5 separate regions of the Mus musculus genome follow, and regions 1, 2, 3 and 4 are each linked to region 5. A link is a contact called in public HiCAR-type, Micro-C and promoter capture Hi-C data. All regions are on one chromosome and are shown on one strand. Each heading gives the region's core, a stretch centred on a gene start, on an enhancer-like site or on the middle of the called end of the contact. The rest is flanking DNA. Distances are from core to core; before and after follow the strand shown. Region 1 holds the start of Rab11fip5 (RAB11 family interacting protein 5 (class I)). Region 2 holds the start of Emx1 (empty spiracles homeobox 1). Region 3 holds the start of Pole4 (polymerase (DNA-directed), epsilon 4 (p12 subunit)). Region 4 holds the start of Hk2 (hexokinase 2). Region 5 holds the start of Paip2b (poly(A) binding protein interacting protein 2B).

What was found. Promoter capture Hi-C pulls out the DNA fragments that hold promoters and counts their contacts. Hi-C and Micro-C count contacts between places; a contact is called where the count stands out from the background. HiCAR-type assays count read pairs that join an accessible place to other places.
Region 1: a contact with region 5 is called in a HiCAR-type map of astrocytes, with 4 times the contacts expected there. The contact joins the promoter of Rab11fip5 here to the promoter of Paip2b in region 5. A contact is called at or near these places in 5 of 115 datasets of contacts at active chromatin or transcription factors (astrocytes, embryonic hindbrain, embryonic stem cells and 2 more) and 1 of 9 other capture datasets (adipose tissue).
Region 2: a Micro-C map of embryonic stem cells shows a contact between it and region 5, with 6 times the contacts expected there. The contact joins the promoter of Emx1 here to the promoter of Paip2b in region 5. A contact is called at or near these places in 1 of 39 promoter capture datasets (hippocampal neurons) and 1 of 484 Hi-C or Micro-C datasets (embryonic stem cells).
Region 3: a contact with region 5 is called in a promoter capture Hi-C map of pre-B cells, with 13 times the contacts expected there. The contact joins the promoter of Pole4 here to the promoter of Paip2b in region 5. A contact is called at or near these places in 1 of 39 promoter capture datasets (pre-B cells) and 2 of 9 other capture datasets (adipose tissue and liver).
Region 4: a contact with region 5 is called in a promoter capture Hi-C map of pre-B cells, with 2.2 times the contacts expected there. The contact joins the promoter of Hk2 here to the promoter of Paip2b in region 5.

The regions. Positions count from the first base shown.
Region 1 is chr6:85,373,366-85,376,065 of GRCm38.p6, reverse strand. It overlaps Rab11fip5 (RAB11 family interacting protein 5 (class I)), which reads left to right and starts at 1,432. Exons shown (of 6, transcript NM_001003955.2): 1 at 1,432-1,968. The coding sequence starts at 1,538. 4933423K11Rik (a long non-coding RNA gene) reads right to left here and starts at 1,212. Exons shown (of 4, transcript XR_869208.2): 1 at 844-1,212.
Region 2 is chr6:85,186,645-85,189,344 of GRCm38.p6, reverse strand. Emx1 (empty spiracles homeobox 1) reads right to left here and starts at 1,414. Exons shown (of 3, transcript NM_010131.2): 1 at 982-1,414. The coding sequence starts at 1,402.
Region 3 is chr6:82,651,471-82,654,170 of GRCm38.p6, reverse strand. Pole4 (polymerase (DNA-directed), epsilon 4 (p12 subunit)) reads left to right here and starts at 1,306. Exons shown (of 4, transcript NM_025882.3): 1 at 1,306-1,547; 2 at 2,004-2,088; 3 at 2,693-2,700. The coding sequence starts at 1,332.
Region 4 is chr6:82,773,072-82,775,771 of GRCm38.p6, reverse strand. It overlaps Hk2 (hexokinase 2), which reads left to right and starts at 1,318. Exons shown (of 18, transcript NM_013820.3): 1 at 1,318-1,854. The coding sequence starts at 1,792.
Region 5 is chr6:83,830,427-83,833,126 of GRCm38.p6, reverse strand. It overlaps Paip2b (poly(A) binding protein interacting protein 2B), which reads left to right and starts at 1,386. Exons shown (of 5, transcript NM_146169.2): 1 at 1,386-1,492; 2 at 1,799-1,856. The coding sequence starts at 1,828.

The DNA of each region.
Region 1 (2,700 bases), core at 183-2,682, 1.5 Mb before region 5:
CAGAAAAAAGTAAAGGCTCACCATGTAGCCCAGGCTGGCCTTGAATTTGCCTTCAGAGTCCTGGGATTATAGGCTGTGCTACAACAGCTTCTTTGTTATGCATCTTAGGTAAATTTATCTAACCTATAATTCTGCCTTCTGGGAAACCAAATTCACATATAGGGTGGCTCTGAAGAATGAGTGAGGTCATGCACAGAAAGCTCATGAGTCAGTTGTTGGCCGACTCTTGCTGAAATTCAGCATCCATAATTATTAACCATTATCTTAATAATGAAACAAGTGTGCTGGCAGTTCTCAGAACACAACACACAGTAGGCAAGTATGAATGGATTTAGAGGTGGAAGATTAGTCCTGTGGTAGAATGCTTGTCTACTACCAACAAGGCCCTGTTTGCCTTGTTTGTATATAAGGCTAATGTTTTAGCTAGCCTGGAACTCACTATGTAGACCAGGCTGGTCTCAAACTCAAAAAGATCTTTCCTCCTCTGCCTCCCAAGTGGAAGTGCTGGGATTAAAGGTGAGCACTACTACACCTGGCCACACAAAAGTTTTAAAACCAGTGGGCACGCCTTTAATCCCAGCACTCAGTGGAGGCAGGAATTTAACAATTCGAGCCGTAATCTACATAGCAGGTTCCAGGAGAGCCAGAAGAGACTCCGTTTCCAAAAAAAAAAAAAAAAAAAAAAAAGGGAGTGGGGGAAAAATCAAAGCAGAAAAAGATTGTTTTAAGTCCCACTCCAGTGATTTCCCAGCGGCGGCTCTAGGTCATCACATATATGTAGAGAGTTGAAAATGGGAGCGCATGTGCGATTTAGGGGGTCTCTAGAGTAGGCATCTTATCTACCCTCAAATCCACGCCGAGCAGAATGGATCTTCGAAGCAGCGAGGGCTTTCAGGAGTACAGGAGCTTGCAGAAAACCCTGACACTGTCCAGGTAGAGCGCGGTGGATAGTTATGCAGAGAGGTTCGGCTCTCTAGCTTGGAGTCGCTGCCTAAACGGGGCGGGGCCATGGTGGTAACCACGCCCACCTCTCTGCAGAGGCTGCAAGCGGCCTTCGTCCCTAGCCCCCTCCATTTCTTCCTTTGCAGTTCCGCACTGTGCACAAGCGAATCCGGTCGTGATTAAGGCATGGCCAGATCTCAATCCTCTCCCCCAACACACGCAGAGGCCGCGCCCTTCTGCACCGGTCACCTTTTAGAAGAGCAGCGGGAGCTTGAGGTTCCCCCAGAGGGGCTGGGCCAGTGAGAAAGCCCCGCCCACATCTTTGCAGAGGCCGCGCCCCTCTCTGGGTTTCTTTAGCTCTTAGGCAGCTATATGCTGGTGGAACTGGGGGCGGGGCCTGGCCTGGGCCTAGGCGGGGCGTGACGTCGCGGGGCGGCCGGCCGCCCGGGAGGCGGGGCGGCGGGGAGGCGGCGGCCCGCTTGGCCCAGGCCAGCCCGCAGCTGCGGCGGTCGGTGCGCTGCAGGCGGCGCGGGGGAGCCGGCTCCTGACAGCATCCCGCGGCTGCCACGTCTGTCACTCTGTCCCAGGGTCCGCCATGGCTCTGGTGCGGGACCCTGAGCCGGCGGCCGGATCCTCCCGCTGGCTGCCCACGCATGTCCAGGTGACCGTGCTGCGGGCCAGCGGGTTGAGGGGCAAGAGCTCGGGCGCCGGCAGCACCAGCGACGCGTACACGGTGATCCAGGTGGGCCGAGAGAAGTACAGCACCTCGGTAGTGGAGAAGACGCAAGGCTGCCCGGAATGGTGCGAAGAGTGTTCGTTCGAGCTACCGCCTGGAGCCCTGGACGGCCTGCTGCGGGCACAGGAGGCAGATGCGGGCCCTGCGCCCTGGGCCTCCGGCCCCAACGCCGCCTGCGAGCTCGTGCTCACCACCATGCATCGCTCACTCATCGGCGTGGACAAGTTTCTGGGCCGGGCAACCGTAGCTCTGGACGAGGTCTTCCGCGCAGGCCGCGCCCAGCACACGCAGTGAGTCTGGGGCGCTGGGAGCAGGGACAAAAACGGTTGAAGGCCTAACCGGGCGGGGCTGGTTGGGACGTCTGGACCCGGTCCTCCCACTCAAGGACACAAACCCGTATACTGTTTGTTACTTCTCATTCAGCCTTCTGCCCTCCCCAATTCCCCCTGACTGTCTCCCCAGCAGCCTGGTGGGCCTGGAAGGCCTGATGGAGTTGGTGTAGTGACCAAGCGTTGGCAGTACATGGCCAAGGAAAGTTCGGAATGGGATTCTGAGGCTGTGGGAATTCAAGAAGGGAAATTTAAAGACTTCAGGGTCTGCCTTCTTTTCCTCAAAGAGGTGACTAGCCTGTAGGTAGTGGAGAGGAAGTCTCACCTTGTAGAAGCAGGAAGGTGAGGTGTTATCTTCCAAGGCAAGATTGAAGGGAGACACCCCAGCCTTCCCAGGGGTTACACAGGACACTTGGCCTTTGAACGTTCAGGGATACACCTCACCGTATAGACGTACTCTGTGACTCTGTCTTAGGGTACCAGGACTGAGAGCATTGGCCCACCTCGGAGTAAAGAAGGGTACATTTGAATCAGCTTGGGTCAGTGGGACAGTGGTTATAATGCCCTCAGTTCTCCGGATTATTTTCTCTAGAAAGGATAGGAAAAGTTCTTATTGTTTTGTTTTGTTTCGAGACAGGGTCTTTCTACGTAGCGCTGTCTGTCCTGGAACATGCTATGTAGACCTGGCTGCCT
Region 2 (2,700 bases), core at 165-2,664, 1.4 Mb before region 5:
CCTGTAAATAAAGTCTATATCAAAGTGGGAACTAAGCAATTGCTATAGGAATCAAGGCCAAAATTTTCTTTTAATGAAAGAAAAGAAAACTGCACATCCAAGGAAGAAAATTATCTGCACTGGACACAACTCTCTCTCTCTCTCTCTCTCTCTCTCTCTCTCTCTCTCTCTCTCTCTCTCTTTAGGAAAGTCAGATAACTGGTGTGTGTGTGTGTGTGTGTGTGTGTGTGTGTGTGTGTGTGTGTGTGTTTGTGCGTGTTTAAAGCTTTTGGAGGGGTCTTAATTAGCAAACCAGATGCGGCTGCAGACGGGGTGGGGTAAGACTAGATATGACCTTAAAAGCCCTCCTCTGCCACTACCCCTCTCAAGAGGACTGTCCTGAGCTCTAGCAACCGGGTGGGCTCCTGGAGGAGGTCAGTGGTGAAGAAAGCCGGTTTGTTTTCGCAAGCCTTTTCCACTTTGGGTCGGAGAGGGCACATGTAACTGGGAAAAGTCTGGCCAAGGTTGCTGAGAAACGTCCCAAGAAATCCGAGTGAACGCACCACGCTGCCCTGCTTCTCACAGAGCCAGCGAATGCAGGTGGACTTTCCCCTGCCCCGACGCGCCAAGAGTAGTGGTGACCAAAAGAGCGAAGTATGGTCACAGCTCAGAGCTCTGGCGCGGGAAGGGCAGAGGGCCAGCATTTCAGGGTTGGGACTGGTTTAGTCGGAAAGGAGATTAAGGTTGGCCACTGGAGGGTCTGAAAAAGCTCCTAGGATGCTCTCGGCCTTCTATTCCAATTGGCTTTATTCCTTGAAAAGCGTGGCGGTCCCAACCTCACTTCTTGGGTGGGAGACCAACGCAGCAGACCACAGGCTAATCGCCTGCGCACAGTCCAGGCTGATCCCTAAGCCTTGTCCCCCCACAACTTCTGAACATCCCCGCCGCCGCGCCTAGCCTCCCCCCGCATCCCCGGGTCACGAACACGGCATGGACACTCACCCTGGAAGCGGTGGCCAAAGAAGCGATTCCGAAGCACCCAGGGGTAGAAGTGGAGAGGGTCCCGATGCTGGGCGCTGAAGAAAGAGTGAGGGGGTTGCAGCGAGGAGGAGCCCAGCTGGTGTGCCGGGTGCACCGTCAGAGCCGGGTGGTTCATGGCCTCTGGGAACACCAGCTCCGGCCCTCCATAGAGCGAGCGGCCGGCGCCCGCAGCGGCAGCGGCAGGGAAGCCACTCACGAAGGCCGTCTCGGCCGCACTGGGGTGAGGATAGTTGAGCGCCGTGGGCCTGAGCGGTTCCTCTGATGCGGCCACAGCCAGTGGATGGGAGCCCGCGCCCCCGCTGCCAGGACTCCCGCCGGTGCCACCATCCTTGGCCACCAAGGACTCTATGGTGAAACCCCGCTTAGCCGCGGGCTGGAACATCGTCGCGGCCGCCGAAGCGGAGTGAGGTAGCGGGGCTCTGGGGAACGCTCGGTGCCCCGGCGCTGCCGCCGTGCGGGGTGTGCACCAAGCCTGGCACATGCACTCACGCCCGCACCCTTCACCTCCCCCGCCCGCCCACCCGCCCGCGCTCGGCCCTTGCGGACCAGCCAGGAGCGGGGCGGCGAGGGGCGTGCGAGAGCCCTAACACCGAGTTGGGCCACTGCGCACCGCCTGGAGCGTGGTCCCCGCGGCCCAGCAGGCAGCTCCTCTCAAACGCCCGGGCGCGGGCTGCCTGTGCTACTGAGAGCCGCTTCAGCGGTCCTCCTGGATCTCTCCCTTACTAATCAAGCTGTGACCGACCACCGCCCGTGATCTTTCTAGCTCTGCCGGGCCAGGCCTGGGCTGCAGCTCTGCGAGGAGAGAGTTAGCGGGCACCTGCCCCGCGCTCCCCCATTGGCCACCGCTCACCTGCCCCAAGGTGGGGGGCGGGGCGGGGCGGGGCGATGGATGGCGGGTGGGGGAATACGGTCCCCAGTCGGAGGCAAAAGCCGGACTGGAGCATTGGTGCTTGATCTAGTGTCCTCCTCCTACCCTCCACTCTGCATCTTGATTTTCTGACTTGGTCCTTTAGCCTCCGCCACACTCTGCTCTGAGGGGGACATCTACAAAGCCTGGGCTTGAGGAAATATACCAAACCCTCTTCAAGCACGTACCTCAGTTGAACCCCCTCCCTTCGCCCTGGGATGTCGTTTCAGTTCTTAGAGAACTTGGATACAAGCTTAGGATGGGTGTTTGGGGTCCAGCCTAGATTCTCCAGAGAACCTGGTCTACGTTCGCCTAACCTAAGAGAGCTCTCCCCTCACCCACCATCAGCCTCCGGAGCTGTTTTCTGAAGCTGCGGTTATGTTTCTGAAATTTCACATTTTTATGGATTTGGGGAACAGTGCTTCAAACAGGATATGCATTCTTTTCTCAGGGGCCAGGTTCGCACTGTCCGGGGAGGAGCGACATAACCCATCACTCCGCAGCTCTCCCGCGGCAGTTCGCAAGGGTTCCAATGCAGCGGTTTTGCCAGCCTTCCCCCTCCCTCCCTCGCGCTGCGACCATCTCCCACTGGACCACGGGGCTTAAGCTCAGAGTGATTTCCTTTCCTTGGGCGTCAGTATTGGACGACAAGGCCAAAATGGGGTCTTTGGGTCACTGCATTCTAAATTGGAGCTGGCCTTGCTGTTCGCGTGGTTCTCCAGAGGACAGGCCAGTGGTCCTTGGGGGGAGGGGAGTGGCATCCTAGCTTCTTG
Region 3 (2,700 bases), core at 57-2,556, 1.2 Mb after region 5:
GTGCAGAAGTTACAGGAGTTCTATCACACTAGCCTTTTACTGTGTTCTGGTGATTCGAACTCAGGTCCTTGATGAGCAGCATACACTTTACTGAGTTGTCTCTCTTGCCTATTGCGAATATTTGCCACACTTCCATGCCAGATCTCTGGTTCGGTATGAGAACTCATAGGTAAGAAGAGGCAGGGAGAGGCTTCTTGGAGATCCTTTGCAGAGGCCGGCGAGGTCAAAGCGATTTTCTGTTTTAAAGATAGGGCCTTACTATGTCGTCCTCGCTGGCTTGGGAACTCCCTCTGTACACCAGGCTGGTTTCAAAGAGCATGATGTGCTTTTGCTACTTGAGTGCTTATATTAAAGGCGTGCACCACCACACCTGGTAAAAGTTATCTTAATCTTAGTCATTCTCATTCTCTCAAGAAGGTGCAGTGGAATTTTCCATAACTATGCAAAAAAACAGATAGTAAAATGTTGAGAAGCAGCTAGACGATCAAATTGTTTTCTAAAGGAGACATTAATTTTTTTCTCATCAATTTTTGTTTTTGTTTTGTTTTGTTGGTTTTGGTTTTTTCGAGACAGGGTTTCTCTGTGTAGCCCTGGCTGTCCTCGAACTCACTTTGTGGACCAGGCTGGCCTCGAACTCAGAAATCCGCCTGCCTCTGCCTCCCAAGTGCTGGGATTAAAGGCGTGTGCCATCACCGCCCCGCCAATTTTTGTTTTTGAAAAGTTACTTGTCATGATAATGTTTTGCCAACACTACATACTAGTATTTTAAAACATAAACCCTATGCAATTAATGTTCCTAGAGAACACAGTTTTTAGTTTTGTTGTTTTGAGTAAGGAGATCAGTGTTCTGAGCTAACCCTTGTTTGACCAACCACAGACAAAACTTGCTCTCCGTGTCTGCACGCCTTTTTTGCAGTGGTTTCCTCCCACTAAACCGCACTTCCAATTCTGCCCGTCAAACGTCCCATTCCACCTAAAACATGATCCCCGGCGCTGGCCCGGGTCTGTCGCTGCGCGGGGCAGCGTTGTGGGGACACCCACGGGTTCCCCTCCTGTTGGCCTAGAGGTTAAACTCAGCACCTACTGAGGCTCTAGAGAAGCATCCGGACTTCCGGCTCAGCTAGGCCACGCCCGGCCGCTTCCAGGCTGTGGCCGCCCGGAAGAGTACATCAGACCCCGGAGTCAGAGGGGGCGGTTCTGGCGCGCCACGCCTAGTGAGGGTGGGGCCACGCCCACACGGAGAGGCGTGGTCTCTACCCGGCGCGGGAAAGGGGCCGAAATCGCGTGCGCGCGCTCAGTCAGCGACCGCGCGCCACACGTTTCGGGAGGGGATGGCGGCAGCGGCGGCTGCTGGGAGCGGGACGCCCAGAGAGGAAGAGGCTCCCGGAGGGGAGGCAGCGGCTTCGCAGGCCCAAGCCCCGACGAGTGCACCCGGGGGAGTTCGCCTCTCGAGGCTGCCTCTGGCGAGAGTAAAGGCCTTGGTGAAGGCAGACCCTGACGTAACGCTGGCGGGACAGGAAGCCATCTTTATCCTGGCGCGTGCCGCGGTGCGACGGGGAAGCAAGGGCGCCTGGGTCGGGGAAAGGGGCGTGGCATCTAGGGGGCGTGGCGCTAGGGGGCGTGGCGGGCCCTGGTACGCCGACCTGACTTGACTGAGACCTAGGAAGGCCTCTGTGGGCCCCGTTTGAGTTGGTTAGCCACTCTCCTCTTCACGAGGACCCACGCAAATTTAGTTTGCATGGCTCCCACGGCTCACACAGAACTTGAAGGGGATCCTAATGAATGAGTAGGGTGGATTTGGAGATATTAGAGCAGGGGGATTGGAGCTATGGAGAGGGATAGCAGAAGTATTTTCATAAGTTCAGTACAATGGTAGCTTCTAGAACTTTCCTGTGTGGTAGAGTTCCCCCTTTACCCTTCTTGTCCACGTCTACACAGGATTGCTCATCTCAGTGGGCTAGAGTCCACTAATCTCTGCTTGCTTTTTTTTTTTTTTGTTGCAGGAACTGTTCGTGGAGACTATCGCAAAAGATGCCTACTGCTGTGCTCAACAAGGAAAGAGGAAAACTCTCCAGAGGAGAGATTTGGGTAGAGTCGCTGTGGTACCCCAGGGTGGACAGGGGAGCTATGGGCTGGGCTTTCTTATAGCTGTTTCACAAGGCATCATTGAAGCAAGGGGAAATTTGGCTTTTGGTTTATTTGTCTACCTGGTAACCCTTCCACATGTGTAAGCCTTTAGAGACTGTACCTCTCATTCCCTTCTATGCTGCCAAACTCTTTTTCTAGTATCTTTTTTTTTTGTTTTTGTTTTTCGAGACAGGGTTTCTCTGCAGCCCTGGCTGTCCTGGAACTCACTCTGTAGACCAGGCTGGCCTCGAACTCAGAAATTCACCTGCCTCAGTCTCCCAAGTGCTGGGATTAAAGGCGTGCACCACCACGCCCGGCCTTGTTCTAGTGTCTTTAGAGTAGAGAGAAAAGTGAATTTTGGAATAAGACAGGATTGTAGGATGCCTTGAACAGCATTTTCGCTGGCTTTTGAGGTGAGACAGTTAAAAGAATAGTGAGTGTAAAGATGGATCTTAGGACCTCTGGGTTACAGTTTGTAAGTGATGTCATTTGCATAAAATTCCATGTTGGGTCTGATGTCTGAATGGCAAGAGCCAATCAAGTATCCCTTTACCTTGTGTTTCAGATAATGCA
Region 4 (2,700 bases), core at 69-2,568, 1.1 Mb after region 5:
GTGAGACACTAGTCACCTCCACAGGGATGACAAATGACAGCTGGTTAAGAAAGCCAGAATCCCTGGGGAAAGTCCTCGCTTGTAGATTAGGTTTGTGAGTTACCTGTGTGCGGATGGTGTAACTGCTGACGATGGCGCTAAGAGGGATCACCCAGAGAGGAAATAGATGAACCACATCATAGAAAGTGGAGCAGAGCCTTTTTAGGGCTGGGGTGTACCTCAGTGGGCAGGGTGCTTTTCTAGCACGCACAAAGTCCCATGTTAGATCCCCAGTAGTGGCACATGCCACTCCGGAGGTGGAGAGAGGGCTTGGGGAGTGAGATTATTTGGAAATGGTAGGCTTTATCTTCCTTCCATGTAACTTTCAAACTCCTGGCTTTCCATTCTCCACCAGCACCAACTTCATGTCATCTGAGGTGCTATTTCAATATTGATGGCGTCTACTCATAAATGTCAACTTAGAGTCTGGTGTCAGGCATGAGCTGAGGTCGAGGCGGGCTCTTCTCAGCATCTATAAACCATTTCACACCACTTGAGCCTAGGATCAAGCTGTTACAGGTGCCCTTTCTCCTCCCATCTATCAGTCCCAGCTACAAACAAAGTTTCTCTCCAGCCTTTGCTGGCTTCAAGAAAGGCTGGATAATATACCGGGGGTGGGGGAATTGCATTTCAGAGTAAGATGTGTTCCTGTCTTCATCTACCATTTGTTAGGGGTGTGACCTTGGGCAAAACTCACTAACAGCACAGTGCCTAGTTCCCCAATCTGTAAAACGGGGTTAGTAAAATCCATATGCTATATTGGTGTGATATTAAGAAGGGCTGACTTTTGTAATGGCTTAGCTTCAGGGATCCGCTGACTCGTTGAGCTACAATTAAGATGAGAATCACGGTGCTTCAGACTTGTCACAGGGCAGTGGCAGCCCCTCACATGATCCCCAGATACCAGATTATGGCGTGTGCTGCTACGATCACTTGTCTTTCCAGTCGCCCAACATCTCTTGGGTCCGCGATCACGCGCCCCCCACCCGAAGCTGAGCCTGACGCGGCGGTGGCTCATGCGCCCTGGAGTCCCGAGCTCTAGCCACGGAACACACGTCCCAACTCTGGCGCCCAGCTCCGCCCCTAGCCTCGGGCGCGTCTCTCCCGCCGCCTGCTTGGGTGCTGGAGCAGCCGCGCCCGCGGGCTCTAGGCGCTGATTGGCTGTGGACCGCGGGCGGACAGCCGAAGAGCGCACACACCCTCTTCCCGCAGCCAATGAGCACATCCACGTCACTGTCCGGGGCGGCCCAAAGAGCCGGCAGCCCCTCAATAAGCCACATTGTTGCACCAACTCCAGTGCTGGAGTCTCAGGACACCACAGGCTACCCGGAGTTGTTCTGCTTTGGAGATCCGAGGGCAGGAGCATCACGCCAGTGACTCTGATAGGTGCGATCGCCGGATTGGAACAGAACTGTCATTTTTTTCCGAAGTTGAGCCTTAGTGACCCAGTGAGTGAAGTTAGCGACGGGACGCTAAGCAGCTAGACCGGTCGGCAGGAGTGAGACTTAGGGTACCTTCTAGTAGTTGTGATTAAAAAAATTGAAAAAAAGAAAAAAAAAAACCCTGTTTCTGGAAACTTGAGGCCCTCAGCTGGTGAGCCATCGTGGTTAAGCTTCTTTGTGTGGCTCCTGGAGTCTTCGATCCCAGCCGGACACCCGGGCCTGGTTTCAAAGCGGTCGGACAGCGCTGCCTGCTCCATCGGTAGCGCTCGAGCCTCGGTTTCTCTATTTGGCCCCGACTCGCCGCAACAAGATGATCGCCTCGCATATGATCGCCTGCTTATTCACGGAGCTCAACCAAAACCAAGTGCAGAAGGTAAGTCGGCACGGGCGGGAGCTTCTGGCTCGCTTCGGACCAAGTTGCGTGCTCTCCCGGAATCTGGAGCACGCAGAGGACCTGCTTCCTCCTCCTTCGGGGCTGGAGACGTGGAACCAGTCTGGGTAGCTGGGAAAGTCCTGCGCGCGAGAAGCCACGTCTGCTAGGCACCCTCGTGGCCCGACCGCTCACCATCGATAGTCCCACCTACCCGGGACCTGCGCGCACCCTCCCCACCCTTAGAGCCCCTAATTTCTTGATGGGACGGCCGCCCTGCACGTAGTCTGAGACTGCTGCGCCCACGTGGGAGGAGCCCCCTTCTGCAGCCCCGAGTTCCGGCAGGAGCACGTGGGGAAGAATCCTGCTTAGGGGAGGAGGCGGGGTGGAAGCGTGTAGCAGCTGGGGCCCGGCCCTCTTGAATTTAAGGATGTGTTGAAGAGGCCTTCGGTTCCTCGTGGCGCTCCTTGGGGGTGGATCGGGGGTGGGGTGGGGGAGAGAGCCACCCAGGAAGGAGCGGGAAAGGGCGCAGAAAGACTAGCCTGCCGCGCCCCCTCCCCGGAACTGAACTGCCCGGAACTGAGGCTCGAAAGGGGCGCCCCCTCACAGCAGACCTTCCTGGGGACCGCCCCGCCTCGTCCCCGTGTCTGGCCGCCGAGTTGAGGGCGGATTTTGGATAGTATGTTCTGATTTGGAACTAAAAGTTACACGGAATGGACTCATCTTCCCACCCCACGATCCCCAGAGTTCTTTTTTTTCTTTTTTGTTTTTGTTTTGTTTTCTTGGTTTCTGAAAATGAACCTTTAGTCGCTCTGACCTTCCTGAGCCCACCTCACTCTGCCTTCCCGG
Region 5 (2,700 bases), core at 137-2,636:
TTTTATTTTTAATTCCACTTTAATAAAAAGATTTATGTGCACGAGTGTTTTAACTTCAAGTATGTATATGGATTCAGTACTCTGGAGGCCAGAAGAGGGCATCTAATTCCCTGGAGCTAGAGTTACTGGTGGTTGTAAGCCACCATGAGGTGCTGAAAACTGAACCTGTCTTCTGCAATAGCAGCAAATGCTCTTAACTGTTGATCCACCACTCCAGCCATCAATATCCTATCTTCTTTTTATGGACATAACTTAAAATTTGGATATTGTTTTAGTTAGGGTTTGTATTCCTGCACAAACATCATGGCCAAGAAGCAAATTGGGGAGGAAAGGGTTTATTCAGCTTACACTTCCACATTGCTGTTCATCACCAAAGGAAATCAGGACTGGAACTCAAGCAGGTCAGCAAGCAGGAGCTGGTGCAGAGGTCATGGAGGGATGTTACTTACTGGATTGCTTTCCCTGGCTTGCTCAGCTTGCTTTCTTACAGAACCCAGGACTACTAGCCTAGGTATGGCAGCACCCACAACAGGTCCTCCCACCCTGATCACTAATTGACAAAATGACTTACAGCCGGATCTCATGGAGGCATTTCCTCAAGTGAAGCTCCTTTCTCTGTGATAACTCCAGCTTGTGTCAAGTTGACACATAAAACTAACTAATACAAGGTATCTTAAACCCAAAGGACAGAACAAGTGTGTGTGTGTGTGTGTGTGTGTGTGAATGTGAGTGTGTGTCTTGTTTTTCTGAGACTTGGTCGCAATATGAGCTCAAGCTGGCCCTGAGGAATTTGTGATTTTCCTGCCTCAATCTTGAGCCTGCTGGGACTGAAAATGTCAAATTTGTTTCTAAAAACGTGGAAGCAACCCTTTCTGTTCTTCCAATCTCCCAAATAGTCCTAATTTTTAACCTCACGACTTAACACAGAAGCAAATTCCCGCTCTCAAAACTCATCTCTAACTAATGGACAGATGAGGAAATCCCTGAATCCTACTCCCTTTTCTAAAGTGATCTAGACAAGTGACACAGGCTTCCAGCTTAGCCAATGGATGAAGCGGGAGCAGAAGCCTTTGTAAACAAACCCGGAGTCCTTGCACTCTGGCTCCTCCCCAACATGGAGGTGATTCATCCTTGGCCTGGAAATCTAGGCGTGACCAATGCTTCTTCAGCCAATCAGAGCTGGGAGTCTCCATCGAGGGCGGAGCGAATGGACAGACGCTAAGACCAATCAAAAACTGGAACTTCTGAAAGAGCTGGGCGGGCATTGTTTCACATTTAGACCAATCAAAACCAGGTAAGTGAGCGGCATTCTCTGCTGTCCAATAGATGGACGGGGCGTTGTCCGGCAGCCAATGAATGGCGCTGGGGGGCGGGGCGAGACGCGCGTGTGAGGCCGAGGTACCTCGAGCGTTTGTGCGCCGAGGCTCGCGCTCTTAGGAGGCGGCGCTGTGCTGTGGTGCGGACCTCGGGGCGGCGTTGTCCGCGCGGCCAGGTGGGTTGAGGCGTCGGGGCTGGGATCGTCTGGCCACCCGGGACTGCGCACAGCCCCTCTACCCGCGGGCTGCCCGGGAGCGCGCACAGCCCCTTCCCAGCGCGGCCCGGGCCCAGGCCGTCCGACGCTCTGGCGCTCGCGGGCCAGCTCCTCTCACCTCATCCCTTTTCACCATCCTTGCTACGTATGACCTGCCGCCTCCTGGCGCCCCTCCTCTCTCTCGCCTTCTGAGACGTTCACTCTCAACCTCAGGATTTCAGCCTCATTTCCCCCGGAAACTAACACCTCTCACTTTGCTTTTTGTAGGCACCTGGAAGGGTGAAGGCGAGAGGCAGATGACGACGCTGAACACAGGCTCCGCAAGGTTCGGAACTGCAATGGGCTTGCTTAAACTCTCTCTGCCTCCCCTTCAATGCCATCTAATCCCACTCTTCTTCTAGAATCATTGTCCTCATAAAGTGCTTTTGCTCAAAACTGCTGAAAATGCAGGTGGAAAGGCTTGCCAGCAGCAACCAATTTGAAATCTGTTACGTGGAACGGGATGGAACGGGATTCTGACCCAGCTTAGAGCACTAATTTACACTATGAGGAAGGGCCTGGTCATCCCGGACGTCCGTAAGATACGGGATATATGTGATTATCACACACAGCCTCTGAGAGAATTACAACAGCCCAGAGGCGACCTTCAGCATTATCTTTACAGAGAATTTATTTGTTTATACCTCATAGTATGGCAGTGTTTGGCTTCCTGTGGTGGTTCTAACCATATGTTTCTAGATGGCCTTCCACACTGTCTCAAACCCAAATAAAAATATGCCAGACGTTTACTGCGAATAAATTAGCTTATCACTCATAGTTTTAACTGAGATTTTAGAAGTTGAGGAGTATTAGACAATAGGGGTTTTATTTTGGAAGCCAGAGGACATTGAGTATTGGAATACGTCTAGTACTTTAGGCAGAAAGGGAGAAAGAATAAGATATCTATCCATATCCAAAATTGCATTGTTCTCATGTTGTCATTTTCTTGGCTTTATATCTGGAATTGTTTTTCTTGGTTTTCAAAAAGGAAAATTAAGTCGTAGTTTAGCATCAGATTCACTGTTGTGGAGTTTGTAAGCTTTACTTTACTATTTTTCTTATCCAATTTGTAGCACATAACAGTATATAGTTCCTTGTGTTTTGCTGTGGTAAGATTTTTGTCGTAGTAG